2 separate regions of the Gossypium hirsutum genome follow, and region 1 is linked to region 2. The links are chromatin contacts, called in public Hi-C maps. All regions are on one chromosome and are shown on one strand. Each heading gives the region's core, a stretch centred on a gene start, on an enhancer-like site or on the middle of the called end of the contact. The rest is flanking DNA. Distances are from core to core; before and after follow the strand shown. Region 1 holds the start of LOC107909868. Region 2 holds the start of LOC107909927 (1-aminocyclopropane-1-carboxylate oxidase homolog 4).

Region 1 (5,237 bases), core at 2,421-4,920, 190 kb after region 2:
TCAACTTCATCCTATTCATCTTCTTCTTTTGGCACAATAGAGTCTAATACTCTTTTCTTGGGATTGAGGGTCCATTTTTTATGACTCTCCACACTTCATATCATTAGTTTGGATGAATAGCTTCATTTAGTCCTCTAAAAAGATAGTTGATACCAGTGAAGAATCGTGATCTCATTAATAAGTGGCCTTCTCCTAACATAATTGAATTTGACTCAAAGGCCATGAGATAAACTTCCTCCATGCAAGTAACTTCTTGTTTTTTTTATTTTCATTTTGAGCTTCTTGTGGATCTTTTCGCTTGGTTGCAAAACCATCACTAAAGTTCTAGCTTTGATACCAACTAAAAGCTTAATAGAACCAAGAAATCTTAAATAAAAATCTAAGAAGATCATAAATCAATAGAGACTAATATTTATAGTGGTTCAATCTCAATTGCCTTTTCTTTGCTAAAATTTTTTCAAATTCACTCTATTTGAATCGATACTTTAAAGGGCAAGGTATAACTTTTGTAAACATCGTATCTTTTGAAGGGAAAGATATAACCTCTAAAATGCCCTTAAAATTTTCTACCCACTAATATTAAGTAATCTAAAAAATAAAGGAAATAAAATAGCAAACAATAAATGGCTTCCTCAAAAGTATTGGTTTGCAAGAGTAAACACTTTTGAATCAAACTAAACACTTGCACAAATGCTAAGAACTCAACCCAATGAGTAATTACAAATGAAATTTGAATATAAGAAGAATAAAAGATGAAATCTTTGAATATTTGCTCTTTGATATTTTTAACTTTGTTTCTTGTCTTCTTTTTAATGTTAGGAGACTTTTATTTACATTCTCTCATTGATTTCTAATCATTTAAAGCATTAAAGTATTGTTCCACAAAGAGAATAATAAAAAACAACTAGCCATTTACAAAAGGGGAATCAGTCGGAGGATCAATGTCTTGCCCTTCTACAAAAAGTTATTAGATGACCAATCCTACCTTAGCAGGGATCGATCTTAGGCCTGAAAATGCTTGTAGGTTATCTCAAAAATGATAAAGAGCAACAAGATTTTGAGTATTTGAAAGTCTTGAAAATATTTTAAAAGGAATTTTGTAAATATGATTTTATATGGCAATAGTATAAATATTAATATAAATAGATTAAATTGGTTATGTCTAATTGATAGTTGAAATTTAAATAAAAAAAATCATACAATTGATTTTTTGAAATTAATTGAAAGAATAATTTGAAAATTTGTGTGATAGCATATACAAATTCATAGTCGGTATTTTAACCTTTATAAAGAAATCACACCATTGTCTTCGTATTTTCATTTGTGAATTAAATGGTAAATCAATTAAAATGTCAAACTAAATTAAACTATACATACATCACACATCACTAATTTTCATATATAAAGATAAATATCAAAACTATACATGAATTTTGATTCAATGTGCAACATCATATATGAACTTTGGTTTTATGCGATTTTATATATGAAATTTTTACAAATCACTAACAACATTATCGAATTAGCACCATTTCATGTTGATATATTGCATACGCAAGCAATTATATTAATCTTTCATTTTTTTTAAATGTGATATGAACCAGAATTCAAGTTTCATGTGTATAATTACACCAAATCAAAGTTAAATTAAAGTGTGCACATAAAATTGATATTTATCCCTAAGATAAAAGAGTTTTTATGGAAAAAAGTTAATGATTGTTGGTAAATAATGATAAGTTATAAATCTATAGATGCTAATTCAAAAAGATATTAATATATATCAAACAATTTTCATATAACCGTATAATTGTTTCTTGAAAGAAAAAACATATAAAATTAAGGGTAAACTACCAAAATAGACACTTTTGTTTACCTCAAGTTACATTTTAGTCACTTATGTTAATGTGTTGTAACATTTTAGTCATTGAGCCATTAATTGCCATTAACGGTGTAACGGTAAGCTGACGTGACATGTTAAATCATCATTTCAACTAAAAATTTTATGTTAAATTATACAATTGGTCCTCACACTTTTCGTTTTGAGCAATTTATTTTTTTCTTTTATGTTCTTTTAACTTTCCTTTTTTTTTCATTCACTTCAACTTCTTCCTTTGTTTTCCTCCCTTCTTCATCTCTTTTAATATAGTTTTTCTATGTTTTCTATTTGTTAAAACTAAAGGAGAAGAAGAAAAAGATAATAAAGAAATAAAAAGAAAAAATTAAATTGTTCAAAAAAATAAAAGTATAGGGACTAGTTTTAACAAATGGAAAACATAGAAAAACTAAGTTAAAAGAGATGGAGAAGGGAGGAAAACAAAGGGAGAAGCAGAAGAGAATGAAAAATAAAGAAAAAAAAAGAAAGTTAAAAGAACATAAAAGAAAAAAAATTAAATTTGCTCAAAATGAAAGAATATGGGGACCAATTGTATAATTTGACCTAAAATTTTTATTTGAAATGATGATTTAACGTGCTACATTAGCTTACCGTTACACCATTAATGGCAATTAATGGCTCAGTGACTAAAATGTCACAATGCGTTAACGTAAGGGACTAAAACGTAACATTTCAAACATAAGTGAATAAAATGTAATATGAGGTAAACAAAAGTGATTATTTTGTTAGTTTACCCTAAAATTAAATGATATAATACATGACAAAACTTTAAGCTATTTATACGTCAAAAATTAGGTCCTCCACGTAAAAGTATGTTTATTTTTGGTTTATATATATATAAAGATTTAATTGAAATTGGGAAAATCGTAAGTATGAATTAAATCACAACTTTTATTCACCCTGTTGCTTTACATGCATATCTTCTTCTATCATGCTAGTCGTCCTTCTTTACATGCATATCTCACCCCTGCAAATTTGATGGAACGGCTTGAGATGTTGTTATCAGAGGAATCTTTGCACCTTCAGATGTGGACAGAAGTTTAAAGCTTCCGCTTAGTATTTCAAACCTTCTAATGGGATGAGTAGAGTGTGAAGTCGGGCTATAGGGTGGATGTTAATAGCTTACTGCTGTTCCGAATCTGTCTGTTACGGGGTGTTGGCAAAGCATTTGGAATTGTGACTTGCCTCCTAAGGTGAAAGATTTTCGCTGGAGGTGTTTGACAAGTTTTATCACGTGCGATGTGTTGCTTGATTGGAAGGGTATCCATGTGAGCGGTACAGGTTGCCGGAGGATATTGAGCACGTACTATTGCATTGCTTTAAGGCAAGATCGATATGGGACAAGCTTTCTGTCTGTGTTGACAATCAATCTCTCTCTGGTTTTATAATAGGTTGCTTTGATGGGAGATTCGGTGGCGCTAGGAATTGACTCCTCACCTCTCTATGGGTATGGCAACACAAAGACTTCAATCATGATCATCTTATTGCTTTTGCTGATGATTTTTTGCAGCTTTCACGTTCGCCAAGATGCGGGTTTTGTGGCAGAAGGAGCCACTTGACAGGGCATTTGGATGCTCAGCTTGTTGAATCAATAGCGTTTTGCTTGGATTAAAAACATAGGATTTGAGCTTGACTCCAAAGCAGTGTTAGTGTTTCCTTTTATTATATGTATTTGTTCACCCACATTTACGTCAACTATAAATCCAAAAGTTATTGACTTGAATCCAGTATTTCTTCCTTTAAATATGGTACACTTGGCAAGTCTTTAAAAGGGCCCAAATCCTTAACCTTTGAACTTGAATTGGGCCTAATAATCCGAATCTTATAAAACCCCAAATCCTTATTAAGCAGCCATGTGTTATTGCTCCTCACACACAATGCCACAACACTCCACCTGTCCCTCCTTTCTCCATTTCTGCCCACCTCCCCCGAGGCAAAGCAAAGAACATTCTAAACCGCCCAACCCCTAAAGCCACCTCCGCTTCCTCCATATCAGATCTAATCCCCCCCAAACTGAAAATGGCGCTAGAATGGGTAGTGCTTGGCTACGCCGCGGGTGCAGAAGCCATCATGGTTCTCCTCCTCACGCTACCTGGCCTCGACGGTCTCCGTAAGGGCTTGATCGCCGTCACTCGTGGCCTCCTCAAACCCTTCTTGTCGGTGGTCCCGTTTTGCCTCTTCCTTCTGATGGATATTTACTGGAAATACGAGACACGGCCTAGCTGTGAGGGCGATTCTTGTACTCCTTCCGAGCATCTCCGTCACCAGAAATCCATTATGAAGAGCCAACGCAACGCGCTTCTCATAGCCGCCGCTCTCCTTTTCTATTGGCTTCTTTACTCTGTTACTGGCCTTGTTGTTAAGGTCGAGCAGTTGAATCAGCGCCTTGAGAGGCTTAAAAATCGGGATTGAGTGAGATAAGTGCTTTTTTTTTTTACAACGCTTGTGTTTGGGCTACACTTTTTGTTGTGATGTTTTAAATTTAGAATTCCCTCTCTGTTGTGTTTGGCTACTATGAAGGATTTTATTATCTTACAAGAATTACATGGTCATATTGTTTAATCTCTGTTTTCTCAAGTTGTAATTTGTTAGGCTTTTGGTTAAAATTATGCTCTCTTATGATTTTGTTTTTGATTCAACATAGATGATGGCTACTTTTTGAATTGCAATTGAGGTTTTGGTAATATGTAGCTGCAATTTTTAAGTAAAACAAGTTAATTATCATTTGGGAGTGGGTGTAGTATTCATATTATCGAGTTCAGTGCCTGCCATTTGTGTATACTAATTGAGGCTGAAGTTCATAGGTTGTTACTGTTCAATCAGACTGTTTTCAGAACCTGATGTGTAATTAGAAGCATCAAATCCATGTCAGGATGATCTAAGGAATTTATTCTTTATGTTGTCATTTTGGTGCTTTCTAGTTTGTTCCATTAAAATAAGTAGCAGGTTTAGGAATTTGGTGGTCGAACATGGGTTTAGTAAGTTGAAAGAAATTGAGCATCACTATGTGAACTGAGGTGTTGGAGATTGCGGCTTAAAATCTGTCCATTGTGGTTGGTGGTAAGTGGTAAAAGAGGGAAAGGGTATTTGGAGGATGTCCAACATAGGGAACTTGCTTCTATAATGCATGTCATACCAAATGGACAAACTTGAGGCTGATTTTAGATTAATATTAAATATTTGTTTGTTTGAATGATATCCAAATAATTTAATATAAGTTTTTAAGTATTTTAGATATAAAAAATCAAATCTTTCATCTTTGAATCAGCTTGTGTCCTTGTAAACGATTCTATAATTTTAATGTTTTACTCAGTTCTTTCCTTAAAAACATTACTATTTCTTT
Region 2 (4,968 bases), core at 2,295-4,794:
ATGAAAATAGTAAAATAATAAAATAGTAAAATGAAAATAGTAAAATAATTGAATAAATTTGTCAAGAACCATAGACATAAAATAGATTGACCAAGTAGAAAAACGTAATTCAATTCGAATTAAATTCATTTTTAACTCGTGAAGTTTTTGAACCAATAGTCTAAACATCTAAAGGTGTAAAGTCAATGGGGGTAAAAATGATAGTCTGGTAAATACAAAGTCTTAACATTGATTATAAAAAGATATAATTTTTTTTTGTAGTGGATACAATAACTTTTAAATATCTTTTCAGTCTGATGATCCAATAAAATTTGACATGTGTCTAATAGTTATTGTTACAGCCTTTTATATAAATAATTATATTGTGAAGTTTATTTAAAATCCTTGAAGGATTTAGAATGCTAAAAGCATATAGAAATTCTTGTGAAATTGTTCAATATGTTTAAATAAATATTTATCTTAATTGAAATGATGTGGACCTATGTATTTTTATAAAATGATCAAGATCAAAGTTTGCTATGATTATTGTTGGAACTCCTGGAGATTCGTCCCCACTCATGGCTATTAGAAGAATGATGATTAATGCTTAGCATATCCGTTCAAGTGATAATTTGAAAAGTTAGTATTCAAGCTTAAAATGTATATAGAATCTTAGATATCATATGATGTTCAACAAAATTTTGTCCCACTGAGTTTGAAGCAACAAGTTATGCGTATTATAGATATGTGTACCCTTTTCATTCATTAAGAAACTTTTTCTTTCAAAGGTTTTTATCTTGTTAAAGTTTTAACGAAACATATTATCTATCAATGAGTATTCAAAGAAAAGTGCTATAAATATATTTATTACATAAAGTGGATGTACATTAGAATAAGATGTTGGTTCAACTTTAAGACTCAGATGTCTATTAAGAAGATGTATAACTCTTAATGTTTATAAATACAAACTTTAAATATTATGAATAAATTATTATCTTATTTCTTTTTCCTTTTATTTTATTGCAGTTTGCTTATAATTCCAACGGTAGTAATTTGACAAGTATTTAGTTTATTGGTGGTACATTTTTGTTTGTGAGGAATTGAATTGAACCCAACAACAGTAGTCTTAGAGAAAGTGTTGTTAATGCTGATGTCCAATTAAAAAAACAAAAAAAAAACCATAAAAGATGTAACAGAGCAGATGGAAAGGCAGGTGTTTGCTAATAATAACCATAAAATTTTTATTACTTTCAACTCATAGGACATTAATTTTCAACTAGCAACCATAACCTTCAATCACTAACAGAAACACAGTATGGTGATGTGAAAACTACGATTATCCAACTTTCTTATTGTACATTGCCATAAAAATAGAAGAGTCTAATATTGCATAATAGTCTTACATTAAAAGCTACAAAGTATTATGTATATATATATCCTCTTACAGCTTATAGAAATTTGTCAAAGTTTTCCCATCCAGTTCCTTGGTGAAGAACCTTCTCATGTAGTCATTATATATAAACTGACGATAGTGGGCTGGTTTCTCTGGTGAAGTAAGTTCAGCAAATGGTCCATATAAGGCTTCCCTGGCACTTGGGTTGAAGAAAACAGCGATCGATACTCGGGCTTCTTCGGAAGGATTTGCCAGCACTCTGTGCTCCACACTTTTATACTCATCATTCGACATTATCTGGAAATTGCCGCAAAGCACCACCATTCGTAGCAACAAATAAAATCATTAGCAGTTCCAATAATTACAAAGACAACAATATTTCAACTTCTATTAGGCTCATATTTTACTTTTAGTAGAATGCATATTCACCCGGCTTGATTCAGACGAGAAGCTACATTGATTTAATCTTATAGCTAAGTTGATTTTTCTCACTTACAGGCTGATTGCCCTAGGGTTAGATGCATGTAAAATTTATCACAAACCATTCTTCTGCAAATATTGTAGTAGAAAATATAAAGATCAAACTCAGCTCGACCACAAGATTAAATTGAATGGAATCACAAAAAGGATGGTTCTATATTTTATGTTGAAATATAATTTTTTAATATTTTTATTGATTTCTTGAATTTCTATAAGTTTTCATGATTTTTTTTGGGTTTTAATATTTTTTACAATTTTTTATTAAAAAGTAATAAAAATTAAAAGTTTTCAATTTATTAAAATTTGAAAGGGCAATGCTTCAATCAGATGTTGGGAGGGTAAGAAACATCAATTCTCCAAGTTGAAAGCAGAACTAACTGCTACCATTCTATCCAATGGAACTTCAATAATGTAAAATTTATTCTCTAATGTTGTAATTTAGGCTTTCAGCCTCTAAAAGGCCTTACCTGAAGAATATCTGCAATGTTTATAACAAGAGCTCCATGAACAGGCTTGACATCCACCCACTCCCCTTCATGCTTAATCTGCAGCCCACCAGTGTGATCCTGCAGCAACAAAGTTAACACTCCCGGATCTGTATGTGATGCGATGCCCACAGTCAGATCAGGCTGGGGGCAGCATGGATAGTAGTGCCCAACCATTACTCTTGCATCCAAACATGTAGTATTCTTGATGGTATCCTTATCCAATCCCAGCCCTTCCGACAATAACCCCATCAGCTGCTCTCCTAATGTTGTCGAATGTAAGTTCCATTGAACCACTTCGTCTCTACAAACCTCCGGAATGTGCTCAAGCTCCGGGAGAGTAGGTCCTAGTCTTATCTGGAGTGTATCCCTATCATTTCACCCAAAATTTTCAATTTTCAATGTGTGAATCCTATCCAGAATTATTTTGGTCAAAATTGGGTTTGTTTTGCTCTTTAATTTTGCTTGAATCTCTTCTAAAAAATACCTAATTTTCAATCAAAGCCAAACACTATCATCTACTATTGATACGAATATATCAATCAAAATTGGGAGGAAAAGATAACCCAATTCCACAAAACACAAATGGATAAGATACCTCCAGCTAGCCGCTTTAGAGTGGAACAAGTCAACGTTGGAAATGAAGGATACACCGGTTCCGGCGTCACGACGGTAGAACCTGGCCTTGACGTCGGTGGGCAGCTCATGGAAGGCTCTGATGGAAGCGATCATACGGTCAAGAACCTGGACGGGAATTCCATGGTTTACAATCTGAAAGAACCCAAATGATCGAGATGCAGCGGCTACTTGCTCCACGACCGTCGAACGGGTCCCCGAGAGGTCGATGGTGGGTATGGCAACCGACTTGGGTTTGGGTTTGAGGTCGGATAAAGTTTCGGGTGGGTGAACGAAGATGCGAGGGATAGTGGTGAGACCAGAATCGACTAGCCCTTTTACTCCGATTTTTGAGTCATCGAATCTTTTTACTTCTTCGGCTCTATCGTACTGGTTTCCGGAATCCACAGTTGTCGCCATTCTTTTTCTTCAGCTAACAAATGAAGTGAAGCTGTGGGAAGGAAGATTTGTAACTTAAGAACTAAGTTTATAAAATAGCAATTAGCAAGATACATCTCCACGCTATTGTACTTGCCTGCCCCACGTACCTTGTCTTTTCTTTCAAACTTTCCATCCTGGGTCACACCAACTATATTAGGACTACACATGAAACATGATATATTGCTAAATTAAAATATTTCTTACAGTATTTTGAGGCTAAAATTATAAAAATGTAATTTTAAAAAATAAATCTTATAAAAAAATAAAATTAAAGGAAGCAAAATTTCAAAGGAAAAAAAGTACCATAGATATTTATATATCTATATTATTTTTTGCTTTTTTCTATTTTTATGAATGTTTCCTTCTTTGAATTTTATGCATGTTTTTTTAAAAATAATTTGAATTTCTTTTGGGTCAAATAGTCCATATATGCCAAAAACAAAAAGTTTATTAGTTAAATAGGTCGATTTTTTGAAAATTTAGAGAAATAATTCGTTTTTAAAGAGAGAACATGAAACTGCGCCCAACTAGATGCGATTTCCTTTTAAGTTGCAATTTTTGACTTTTTTTGATACAATTGGTTTTTTTTGTTTGATGGTTAAATGTTAGTAGTTTTGTCGTTGAGTTCTAGGTTCAATTCCTCTCCTACTCACATTTGTATTTTTAATTTTATGTTGTTTTGAACCTTTTTTTTTATTTTTAATATACTAACTTCTTTAGTTAAATGGTTAAATAATAATTTTATCCTTGAAACCCAGGTTCAATTCTCCTTTTCTAAACACATTTGTAATTTTTATTTCATGTTGTTTCAAGCTTTTTTATTTTATTTTTAATTAATAAATATATTGTTTTCAAAATTTTTTATTTTAATTCATCTTTTTAAATAATAACTCTTTTACTCATAAAATCAAATAATTATTAAAATTATTATTATTTTTAGTAAATATAATTTTTATATGTGTGATATTTATTTTTCAATTCATATTATGAGTGTAGTAAATTTTAGTATTATATTTTTGTACGGGTAATTAAAATATTTCACATATAAACATAATGATATTTGAAATAACTAATTGAAATATTTCACTTATAAAAATATTTGAAATGTCATACACATAATGTAGATAAAAACAATGATATTTTAAATATTTTACATATAAAAATAATAATTATATTTGAAATAAATTTTTTATTTTATAATATTAGAAATCACCATACCCACAATATACATGCATTTGACATATAAATATTATATATCAAAAAATTTAGTTGATGTTTATATTATATATAAATGAGTTATAATTTCAAATATTTTTAACATAATGATAAATGATATTTATTATTTGATTTTATGAATAACAGAGTTATTAATTAAAAATATTTAAAAAGATTAATTAAAATAAAAAATTAAAAATAATATATTTATTAATTAAAAATAAAAATTACAAATATATTTAGAAAAGGGAAATTGAACTTGGATCTTAAGGATGAAATTATTATATTTAAACATTTAACTAAGGAAGTTGATATATTAAAAATATTAATTAAAAATAATAATAATAATAAAACTTAAAA

The links. Hi-C and Micro-C count contacts between places; a contact is called where the count stands out from the background.
Region 1: a contact with region 2 is called in a Hi-C map of hypocotyl, with 3 times the contacts expected there. The contact joins the promoter of LOC107909868 here to the promoter of LOC107909927 in region 2. A contact is called at or near these places in 7 of 34 Hi-C or Micro-C datasets (callus, hypocotyl and leaf).

Annotation. Positions count from the first base shown.
Region 1 is chrD02:53,209,031-53,214,267 of Gossypium_hirsutum_v2.1, forward strand. It overlaps LOC107909868, which reads left to right and starts at 3,671. Exons shown (of 1, transcript XM_016837557.2): 1 at 3,671-4,456. The coding sequence starts at 3,914. The coding sequence ends at 4,306.
Region 2 is chrD02:53,020,543-53,025,510 of Gossypium_hirsutum_v2.1, forward strand. It overlaps LOC107909927 (1-aminocyclopropane-1-carboxylate oxidase homolog 4), which reads right to left and starts at 3,545. Exons shown (of 3, transcript XM_041088795.1): 1 at 2,936-3,545; 2 at 2,320-2,707; 3 at 1,196-1,669. The coding sequence starts at 3,372. The coding sequence ends at 1,421.